Regions from separate parts of the Drosophila melanogaster genome. Here region 2 is linked to region 1. A link is a contact called in public Hi-C data. All regions are on one chromosome and are shown on one strand. The core of a region is the stretch at or near the end of the contact, and the rest is flanking DNA. Distances in the headings are between cores, read along the strand shown. Region 1 holds the start of dpr7 (defective proboscis extension response 7). Region 2 holds the start of Actbeta (Activin-beta).

Region 1 (5,610 bases), core at 2,358-4,857:
TGCAGGCTGCTCACCTGTACCAATGAAATATTTAAAAACATATTAAATTGAAATAATTTTATGTTTACCAGTTAATACGTGAACCCTAACAGAAGCTGGAATGGCTCCATTTGGAACGCATGTATAGTTTCCAGAATCCCTTAATGAAGCTCGCGTTAGCATCAATCGACTCGTTGTTCCTACATCAGTTTTTTCCGTTTCTAAACTTATTCCACCGCGAAGTGAATCGAAGTCAACAACTGATGAGCCATGATACCTTTGATATAGTAAAATAAGTTGTTAAAATCTCTTACAAAGATCATGGTTTCTTACCAAATCACAGATGGTGCATGTATATTAACAGAGCAAGCCAGGGCAATAGTGCTATCCCGTTTTACATGAATTTCCGTAGATCCAAGAATTTTTGCTCGAGCCGCTTTAAAATATCACAGATAATTTTAATTTTAAGCAAGCTATAAAAGGCCTTACACTTTGTGTCGTAAAACCGCTTCTTAGTTTTAAGGTCTTGAAAGTCGTTGTCAGCTAAAATTTTATACAAAAGTAAATTTAGTATGAGTAATTAAATTAATACAACATTTTCTGGGGGTAAGCATATTTATGAACTCTTCCAGGTGAAATTAAAACCTGAATCAAACAAAAACCAGAGAATGAGACCCAAGTCGGTCCGAGAATTTTTAACATCTTTCAAGAATATCGATTGAACTTGGGAAAAAAGTTAATTTTAATTCCCTAAGGTGTGGGCGGGATAGATTTGGGCGTGTTTTATGGTTCAAAGTGGGCGTAGGTAAAATGTTTTCGGCATATCGGTAGAAATTAGCAAACCAACTGATTTGTGGGAGTTAGAGTGGGCCTGGCAGTATGTCTGTAGAATCTGTATGCTAATCTCAAACTTCTAGCTTTTATAGTTCCTTAGATCTCGACGTTCATACGGACGGAAGGACATACTCGGGTATTTATCCTGAATATAGTTGGAAACGCTTCCTTCTGTCTATTACATTAAAAGTAATGATTATAAAAACTCCTCGACTTTCATGTACCGTGCGGGTAAAGTTTTTGGTCGGTTCTTAAGTAGGAAAGCTCAACTTTCTTTATCAAGTTCTTTATCAAGAAAATGTAGATCAATTCTCAATATTTAGTTAGTTAGTTGTTAAAAAAGCTGAACGCATGTCAACTGTGAAAATTGACTGATTTTGTTGCTTTCTAACTTAAAATCGCGAATTTTCGAAAATGTGTTTAATATCAAAAGTCGGGGAATTTTTTGTAAAATTATCAAAAGAGTCAAAAGGTTCCTTTTGCTGCAGTCTTTAACCTGTTGAATTTAGATAAAATAGGTTTAAACAGTATAGATAGCATTTGAATATGCATTTCCAGCTATTTATTGCCCAATACTCTAGACTCATTACTTTACTAATTTGTGTTCAGATTTAAAATTTTTAATTGCCAAGACTTGTTGATTTCTGCCTCTTGATTTCTGTATTATTTGTTATGGTCGCTCAACGACAAAATTTAGTTTTGTATATACAGTACTCGAGTTCCACAGTTATTATTTTGTTTTTTTTTTTTTTGTTTGTTAATAAATGTTTATATATATACCTATTACTTGCAAACAAATTGCTAAATTTATTTTAGGCTCGGTATTCACTTGACACTCATATACGCCACTGTCTCTTGGCTGTGCATAATCAATTTTTAAGTCCCAATCTTCACTGCCTGGTGGATGTATTACAGAAAATCGTTGATCGCCGGTGTAAGTATAAATGTTCGTTGTAAGAATGTGAAGATCCCGCTTACGCATCCATGATACCTGAAATAATTAAAAGTATTTATAAGAAATATTAAATAGATACGCAATTTTAGGACAAGGGAAAGTTAAGTCCTCCGCTATCTGATAACCCTTTCACTATTTCAAAATGTAATCATTTATTCCTAATCCTATTTGTTTAGATATAGGCAAGCTTGCTAGAGAAACATGAGACTTAAAAGAATTTTTCACATTTTCAAATTGAGAACAGGCCTCGAAACAAGCTTGATCGATGGAAATGGAGGCAAGTTCCCACGTAGATTTGGGAGGAGAGTTGAAAAGGGCTAGCGAAAAGACAGCGCAAGCTAGCAATCCTTGGGAGAAAACTGCCTTTAAAAAATAAAACGTTTTCCTGGTGTGTCCCCAAGTTTAGTTTGAAATTTAAGGTTACTTCCCCCTCAAACAATTTTCCGTCACTAATTCGTACAGTCGTACTTTTTACCATGTGACCGAATGTGCTCTTCAAACGAATAAAAATGTTTCGATATAATCCTATGTGTAAGAATAAAAGAAAGAACCCATAATGACTTACCGTGCGATTTCCTTTATTTTTAACCCGACATCTTAATATTGCGATTTCGTCGACTACGGCCGACACATTTCTTGGGCTAATATCATCAAAGAAAGGTCGCTCCAAATTGGTTAGGTCTAAAATGAATTTGTATTTTATGTTAAACGAAAACGGATGCTAAATTATTCAAGCCGAAGCGTATATACCCTTGCAGGTATAAACTAAAAATAATTTTATATGCCCCTTATCTAGAAGCTAAACATTTTAATTTAAAGTTTCGATCTTTTTATGGACGGAAGTGTCGGTCAAGACTAAGAGCTTGCGACAACTATATATACATGCGCGAAATCTTTTGCGATAGGTCGATCATAAAGAGTGGTTACACTTGTTGGTGAAAGAGCTTGGGGCGAGACATGAAACTGTTGTCATCTTTTAGAAACCGAAGCTCCTCTCGAAGGATGTTTTGCAAAGCAAGCTTTCAGGTGGTAAAAATACTATGGGCAAAATGCAATATTAAGATTATTTTTTAGATTTAAATTTAGCATAATTTAAATACAATGGCTTTTTAAACATAATACTTTTGCGTATAATTTCACAATTGAATATTGTTAAGTACAATACGTACATACATGTATAATTTTTGTCTTCGTATTCAGGAATGCATTATATGTTTTCATTCTACACGTTGCAGAAGAAAATGGGTCCAACCAAAATTAAAAAAAAAATCCCGCAAGGGTAAAAATATATTTATCATTCTAGTGGGAAACTTTTAATTTAAAATGTATCTTACCGTTCAGGCTTAAATATGAAGTTGCACTAATGTATTGACACCATATATTTAAATTCAAGACTAAAATAATGAATGGTTTGATTTTAATTGGCGAATTATTCAAGAATGTGGCATGTTTGCCACGCGACATGTTGCTTTAATTCATTTGTCTTTCACAGATATGCATTATTTAGAGTAGAATTCCATATACCTATGTAGTTATAATAAATGTTAAGTATATAATTAAGTTAGATATTAAGCACACGCGAGAGCACGTATTGGCGCAAGATTTTTATTGAGAACAACTTTGTATCGGCATCGATTTTTTATCCTTTTAATGGACTTTCAAATAATATTCTGTTTTTCGGTATTTAGATCTGTGTTTTTAATATACATACAATTATACTTGCTGGCTTCAATTTTTATATACTTTTTTTAGTCTTTACACTTATTTCGTTGGCATCGACAATTATTATTTCAACGGTAAGCTCTAACAACCCCTAAGCAGCACGTTTTAGTGTTTCTGTGAGGACGACTTGTATACAGATTTTTAATATTCTGCAACCCTGAAAATATTCGCGCATGCCCATTGTCACATATGTACATATGTGTTATCTTACAATTTAGGATAGATTCTATATATTTATAGATTGCGTAGGTTATAATTATTTGTATGTATATATTTTTTAATTTTAACATTTTGAAGTCATATACTAAGTACTCTAGTTTCCTTTTATTGCTAAGACTCAGTAACACGGCTTAATAATATAAGCAATGGGCGGAATACAAATGGTACACATCAATTTGAGACTGAGATCAGATAAACGTGACAATAGCACCTTTACCCCTTAAATTTCGAACAAATTTGTTACTACTGACAGTTACATTCTCAAAAACGGTAATGGTAATGTAAGCATACATTGTGAATTTATCCTAAAAAAATGCATAAGTTATTATACCAGTTACTCGTAAATTTAAATGATATAGAAAAGGAAACGTTACCCGTTACTCGTAGAGTAAAAGGGTATACTAAAATCGTTACAAAGTATGTAACAGGCAGAAGGAAGCGTTTCCGGCTACATAAATTATATGATATTATTATATTATATACATTTTTATTCTTGATCAGGATCAAAAACCGAGTCGATCTAGCCTTATCCGTATGAACGCCGAAATCTCAGGAACCATAAAACCAAGAAGGTAGAGATTTAACATACAGCCCATATTTTAAAAAAATTGTTGGATGTTGTTCCAATATTTTATTATTCTTGTACATTTCTATCGATTTGCCAAAAAACTTTTAGCCCCGCCCTAAAGCCCCAAACCGGTCACGCCCACTCTACTATTATTATTAAATAGTATTAACTATTATTAATTTTTTTGTCATTTTATTCCCCAATATCTATCGATATCTCAGAAAAATGATAAAATTCCGCGTTTGCATTTACACTAGCTGAGTAACAGGTATCTGATAGTCGGGGAACTCGACTATAGCATTCTCTCTTGTTTTAGTTTTAAGTTGACTTGTTTGAAAATTAGTGTAAGTTAGTTTAGTTCACATAAAGTTCAGTTTCGCTCCCTTAAAAACTGTCACCGTCCTTGTTAACATCTAGGTGTTTCCTTTTGAAAATCAATTCTTAAATTCAAAATGTAGCTTCACACAGATAGAACTATAACTTTTCAACTAGCAGCTTGCACAGAGCATGACACATACATAAGGCCAATTATTCGCTTCGGACTAAACATCTGCAAAAGTGTATAATTTGTTTTCCTTATAGAAGGCAACACCATTTCAGGTCAAGGTATTTACATGAACCTAATGTAATGTCTCATCAGCTCTACCGCAATAGTAGTATTATTCTTAAATAACAGTACATTAATTGCAAACGAAAATACAAATTCCAATTGAATTTAGGTTTGTCCGGTATAAGCACGACAATTGGGATAACAAGGTATTATGAAATTGTATACATATGTTTTTGTACAAATCTTGTTTGTAAATATAAACTTAAAAAGTAAGAAAAGTAAAGAGTTTGTTTTCAGAACGTGTATATGTATGCACATTAGTCGATCACAAGCGGGATGCTCTTGTACCATAAATACATTCAAAAATAATATCTCGTGAACTTCGAAATATTTTTATGTTTTTTTTTCTGAAAATAATGTTCTCTTATTATGTACACGCTATCTCGCCAGGCATTTTGTGCTATTTTTCGAGGTTTAACAGTGTCTAAATAGAAAATAAATAGTATCAATAATATGACATATAAAAATTAAATAACAAATAAATAATCGTAAACCTCAAGGTGTCATAGTTACTATTTGTTGATAAAATTATACAGAAGTACTGGTTATTCCAGAATTTCAATATAAATATTGTGTGCTTTGAAATATAAATAAAGTCACTCACATGTGTAGATACCAATTCTATTGTACATATACGAAATCTCTCCTGAGAAAATCAAATATATGTACGCATTTATAAATAAATTGGTGTTTTTACCTAGTATATTACTTTGCAACTCTTCG
Region 2 (5,366 bases), core at 1,611-4,110, 830 kb after region 1:
ATTAAATTTATTTTACAAAAAATTCTGCATTGCAATAGTTTTGGTACAGTACGATAACCGCTTATTTCACAACAACTCACATCTGTTTTATCTTAATAACGCCAAACTCAATGTAGTTTTTTTTAGTCTCAATAAGAATATTAAAAGATTACCCTATATTCAGTATGTAAAAAATTTTTTTGAAAACTGACCTTTATCGGTGTATATGTTGGGCTTTCCGCTTTCATGGCACAAGGTGCAGCCCTTGTGACTCTCCAAATTCGAAGCATAATAATTACTACTGCTGATCCCATTGCAATTTATAAGTTTGACTTCAAACCAGACGAGTCCAATTAGAAGCCAAATAAGATTGGCTCTATTGCGTTTAATCTTTGAACAGTTACGCATTGAACCATGAATCGCTGGCCAAGGTGCTTCAATTTCCCTCAAAGGGGACACCAGTAGGCTTCTCTCTGACTGACTAAATAGTTTACCTCCTTGTACTAAGTCATAATTAGTTCCGTAATTTGTCTCCAAAGACTGGCATTTGGCATCGCTAAAATTAAGTCTTTGCTCAAAGCCGCTCATATTATCTTGCATTAGATGATGAAGTCGCTTAGTATATCTGTGCCTGCGTCGTCTGTGATTGCGTCGGCGTCGCCTCCTTCGCTGTCGTTTACGATTGCGACTTTTACAAAGCACTCTACATAAATTGTTGGACTTTACCTGTTGGTCGTTATTTATGTCATACGATGTATACCCATAAAGCAACTTTAGCTTCGTCTCCGAAGTGCTACTGGGAGTTTCATTAGGTGTGGTAGGAACCGAGACGTGCACTGTCCTACTGCTGGCTTGGCTTCTATCTGCAACTCCAGACTGGCCAGGCACGGAAAATATGTCTAGGAGTATGCAGCTTGTCAGGAGTGTCGCTACCGCAGTAACCCACCGAGCCAGCACTAAAATAACCGCCACAAACCTTGATACTCTAAGGACTTCGAGGTCAGCAACTTTTTTACGCATTGCAGCGGGTTGTGGAAATGACTTCCGGGAGCCAAGGCTGTTGCAGCAGTTTAAGTTAAAGCAGCAACAGCACTTTACAACCACAACGCAGCATCCTTGGCGACAGCAGATGCATTGACAATTAAAGAAACACCTGCTGCCTTTGAATGGCGCCCCCGATTGCGAATGATTAGAATCGAAGGCAAATCGCATCTTTGATATATGGCAAGCGTGTAGTACAGGCACTGTCCCTTAGAAACGTGGTACAAGTATTGTCAATTTTATTTTTCTGGTAAATATTTTTTTAATCATTGCAAATCTTTTTCCTTTCCTTTCCTTTCTGTCGTTCATTTCGTCTGCCTGTTCAAAATACAAATTTTCGATTAGATAAGTGGTAAGCTAACTGGAAATTAATATGGACACTAAACAAGAGAGGAGGCTACAAATTGGCAAATAAATTAAAAACACCGGAGAAAGCTATAGTCGACTTCCCCGATGCGAAGTTTCATAATTTTTCAGGGATATTTATAAATATTGTGCAAAAAGATACGAAAAAGTTTTAAATTTGTTTGAAAATGTGGGCGTGACCGTTTCGCTCGTTTTGTGGCCAAAGTGTTTTTTATATACAAAAATTGGTTCCAACAAGGCGGTGCAACAGCACATACTTCAAGAGCATCGATGGCTGTTTTGAGGGAACACTTTCCAGAGCGCCTTATCTCAATTAGAGGCGATTTGGAATGGCCGGCACGATCTGTCCCCTTGTGATTTTTTTCTATTGGGTTTTTTGAAGTCCCGTGTTTATGTGAACCGTCCAAGAGCCCTACAAGATTTGAAAACCAACATCCAAGAAGAAATTGCCATCATAACACCTGCCATGCTAACAAGACTCACGACAAACGCCAGAAATCGGTTTACGCAATGTATGGAGAATGGGGGACGTCACCTATCAGATTTCATCTTCAAAAAATATGACATGTACGTACAATATAAAAAAAAATAAATTTTTTCCGATGCCTACAATAGTTTTCATTGAGTTCTGAAAAAGGAAATTATGCTGCCGCACCCTGTATATACTTTGTATGCTCGGCAATGCTCCCTTCTACATGGTACTTACTTTTTAACGTATATAGTATACCCTTTGATTCTACGAGTAAGGGAATATATATACGGGTATACAAATCTTAAATGATATATTCTCCGAATACTTGTTTACTTGATAATTAACCAGTAATTGAACCAGTTTGCGTTGAAACGGACGGACGGTTACGGCTCTTACTGCTAGCCATACAGATGAACATATATTCTTCGTGTGGTCGTAATTGTCTCCTTTACTGCGTTGCAAGAAACTGACTTAAATCAATATACACTTTGAAAGGGTACAACACATTAAAATTAGTCTAAACCTGACGCCGAGCTTCGGATGGCACAGTTATTATTACGCCAGAAATACTTCATACCATGCACCAACAGAAGCGGACAGACAGACTCATCCGTCCCTTCTGAAGAACTCAAGGCGACACACAGACTGTGTCCAGATGAAAAGACCTACGCCTGAATGGTGGTTACTTAGAAGCCTAGCAGCGGAAAGGGATGAAGAGGAATTAAAAGCATGCGTTCAACAAAAAAATTTGTACATATGTAAGAAGGAAGGTGGTTATGTGTATAGGCTTATGATCAGTGTATGTAACAATATGTATCACCTTTTTCTTTTTAGAAACAATAAATTTTCAACTAAGTAAATATATTTCTTCACGAGAAATATTAGGGACACTATCACATTTTCACGATTTATAAATGTATTATGCTTTTCCTTTTAGCACGGAAACAATATTTTGTATCTCCGTTGGTTGCTAAATGACATTGCATACTTTGTGAAACTAAGATGACACTTTAAGCTTTTCAAAAGCTTTCTTGAAAATAACAATATTTCAGCGTTGCCATATTTGCACCAGAAATATCTGTTGCCATTCAAATTAGAAAGAATATCGATGCTATCGATATATGCTTCCTTTCACGATTAAAAAGTCGGCAGATTCAAATGGATGAATTTCAATAACCTAAATCATTTTTAAATCGTAATCGTAACTAATAAATAAAAATGTTGTTAAGCGTAGATGGAATCGTTTACCCAAAATTCCAAATTAGCAGTCGATCTTGTGTCGATCTATGTGCGCCTAAACATTAACAGATTTATCTGTAAAACTTTACGTCCAATTCAGTTAGATTCAAATCAAGATATAAATATTAATATTATATTCATTTGCTAGTACGAATGCGAACGCAAAATTTCATCATTTTTCTGGGATATCGATATTAGGGGGAAATAAAATGGGAAAAAATTGTTATACCTGTTATTCGTGGTTTGCGGGCTTTATATTGGGCGTTTTTTGGCAAATCGATAGAAATTTACAAGACTAATAAAATTATGAAAAATATCCAATACATTTTCATAAACGTGGGAGTAGCAGTTTTGGTCGATTTTAGCGCTTTGAGTGGTCGTGGCAAAAATGTTTTTTGCAGATCGATAGAAATTTACAAGATTATTAGTCTTGTATGAAAAAGTATGTATGAGAAAATATAAAAACATTTTTCAAAAGTGTGGACGTGGCAGTTTTGTGCAGTTTGTGGGCGTTAGATGAAATTATGAAAAACTATCCACAAATTGTTCAAAAATGTGGGCGTGCCAGTTTTGTGCGCTTTGTGGGCGTTAGAGTGGTCGTGTCAACATCTGTCAACAAACTTGCGCTGCGTCTATGTCGCTTGAATCTGTATGCTGATCTCAAGCTTTTACGTTTACGTACAGTACATGAGATTTCGAGTTCATTCGGAAAGACGGACGGTCGAACAGACGGTCGGACAGACGGTCGGACGGACACACGGATACACGGACATACGGACAAGGCCAGATCGATTCGGCTATTGATCCTGATCACACTTTATATGGTTGGAAACGCTTCCTTCTGGTTGTTACATACTTTCCAAATGTGAAATTCGAGTAAGTATTCTATTATTTTGCTGATTTTAGTTATGCAAATCGATATAAGGAAAAGCCCAGCAGATAATATTTCTTTATCCTTTACTTGTTAACAAAAAAAGGGTAAACCGTACTCTCTGAAGAATATTTAACAGAAAGAACAAAGAGGATGTATACGTAACTTCACCGGAATACCTACAATTATTGGCTACATTTACTTTTTACTTCCTTCGAAACGATTGCATCAAACTAGAAATAGAATACGAATATTTTGTTGTTGGTTGTTTTCATCATATACATACATGTACATAGACATAACAAATAAATAATTTACGTTTTGATACAAGCAAAAGCCTCGTAGGAGTTACTAGAATCTGGACGGATAACTTCAATTTTTTGATATCTATAGTTTTATAGGTTTTGACTTTTATAAAGATGGACCGACGGACAAGGGGACTGACTGGCATGTATCGGTCGTCTACGTTAGTGGCACGGGTTAAAAAACTTTATCCAAGACATTGTTTTAATTGGAAGAGTATATAAACCTTAGTTTGCCGATATCATGTTATTCTGGTTTTATGTGCTATCGACTTGTTAAAGCCCCTTCTGTCTGTATGTATTAACTTTCGGCTCCCGAAAATCTCCGGAAATAACTATATGTATTATTCCGGGAAAGAGTATACCAACAAAGTAAGTAGTATAAATAAATAGTACATAACATAATATATACAGCAGTAGCATTTCCAGTACCTAGCAGCCAAAAACAACCAAAAGAAACGGCGGAAAAGCTGTCTCGGTTGGCTTGCAGACCGTGAAAAGCCACGAGCCACGATTGAAATACCGAATTTCATACCAAAACATATGAATACCGATTGTTTATATCAAAAGCTACCAGGCGAATTCTACAAAAATATTTATATACTTACATATACACACATACACACATATGAACACAAATAGTTACCCACCGTTTAGCATGCGGAATAACCAAAGAAAAGCCTTCTAAATGAAAAGCTACTAAAAAAAATTTTCGAATATTTTTTTAGAGCTTATATTGGTCAGAATTCTTCATATAAATACATACATATATAATAACATAATAATAATATTTAAGATCATTGAACTTTTGCTAGTGACTTAACACCAGTTTTGGTACTAATGCACGAATTAACCACGTAAGGAGTATATATAAGCAGAAAGGAAAATTAACAGAGGCGCGATCGAAGGGTAGGTTTTTTCCGGTTCGGTCTAACAGGTGTTTCACAAATAAAGCGCGGGCAACCGTCCAAGACATTTCCTTCGATCGCAAAAGAATTCAAGGGATGACGGTAAATGAACACCTGAATATTCTGTTGTGTACACTACATAATTCTGTAACATATTATTATACCCGTTACTCGTAGAATAAAAGATA

Evidence for each region. A called contact is a pair of places that touch in the nucleus more often than the background predicts.
Region 2: a contact with region 1 is called in a Hi-C map of the Kc167 cell line, with 1.6 times the contacts expected there. The contact joins the promoter of Actbeta here to the promoter of dpr7 in region 1. A contact is called at or near these places in 17 of 107 Hi-C or Micro-C datasets (the Kc167 cell line, the OSC cell line, the Ras3 cell line and 9 more).

Annotation. Positions count from the first base shown.
Region 1 is chr4:249,722-255,331 of dm6, forward strand. dpr7 (defective proboscis extension response 7) reads right to left here and starts at 3,608. Exons shown (of 9, transcript NM_001103381.3): 1 at 3,103-3,608; 2 at 2,938-2,990; 3 at 2,334-2,449; 4 at 1,594-1,804; 5 at 469-522; 6 at 313-415; 7 at 69-256; 8 at 1-14. The coding sequence starts at 2,989. It overlaps RhoGAP102A (Rho GTPase activating protein at 102A), which reads left to right and starts at 5,276. Exons shown (of 12, transcript NM_001258487.3): 1 at 5,276-5,610.
Region 2 is chr4:1,081,936-1,087,301 of dm6, forward strand. Actbeta (Activin-beta) reads right to left here and starts at 2,861. Exons shown (of 6, transcript NM_143685.3): 1 at 2,679-2,861; 2 at 192-1,338. The coding sequence starts at 1,191.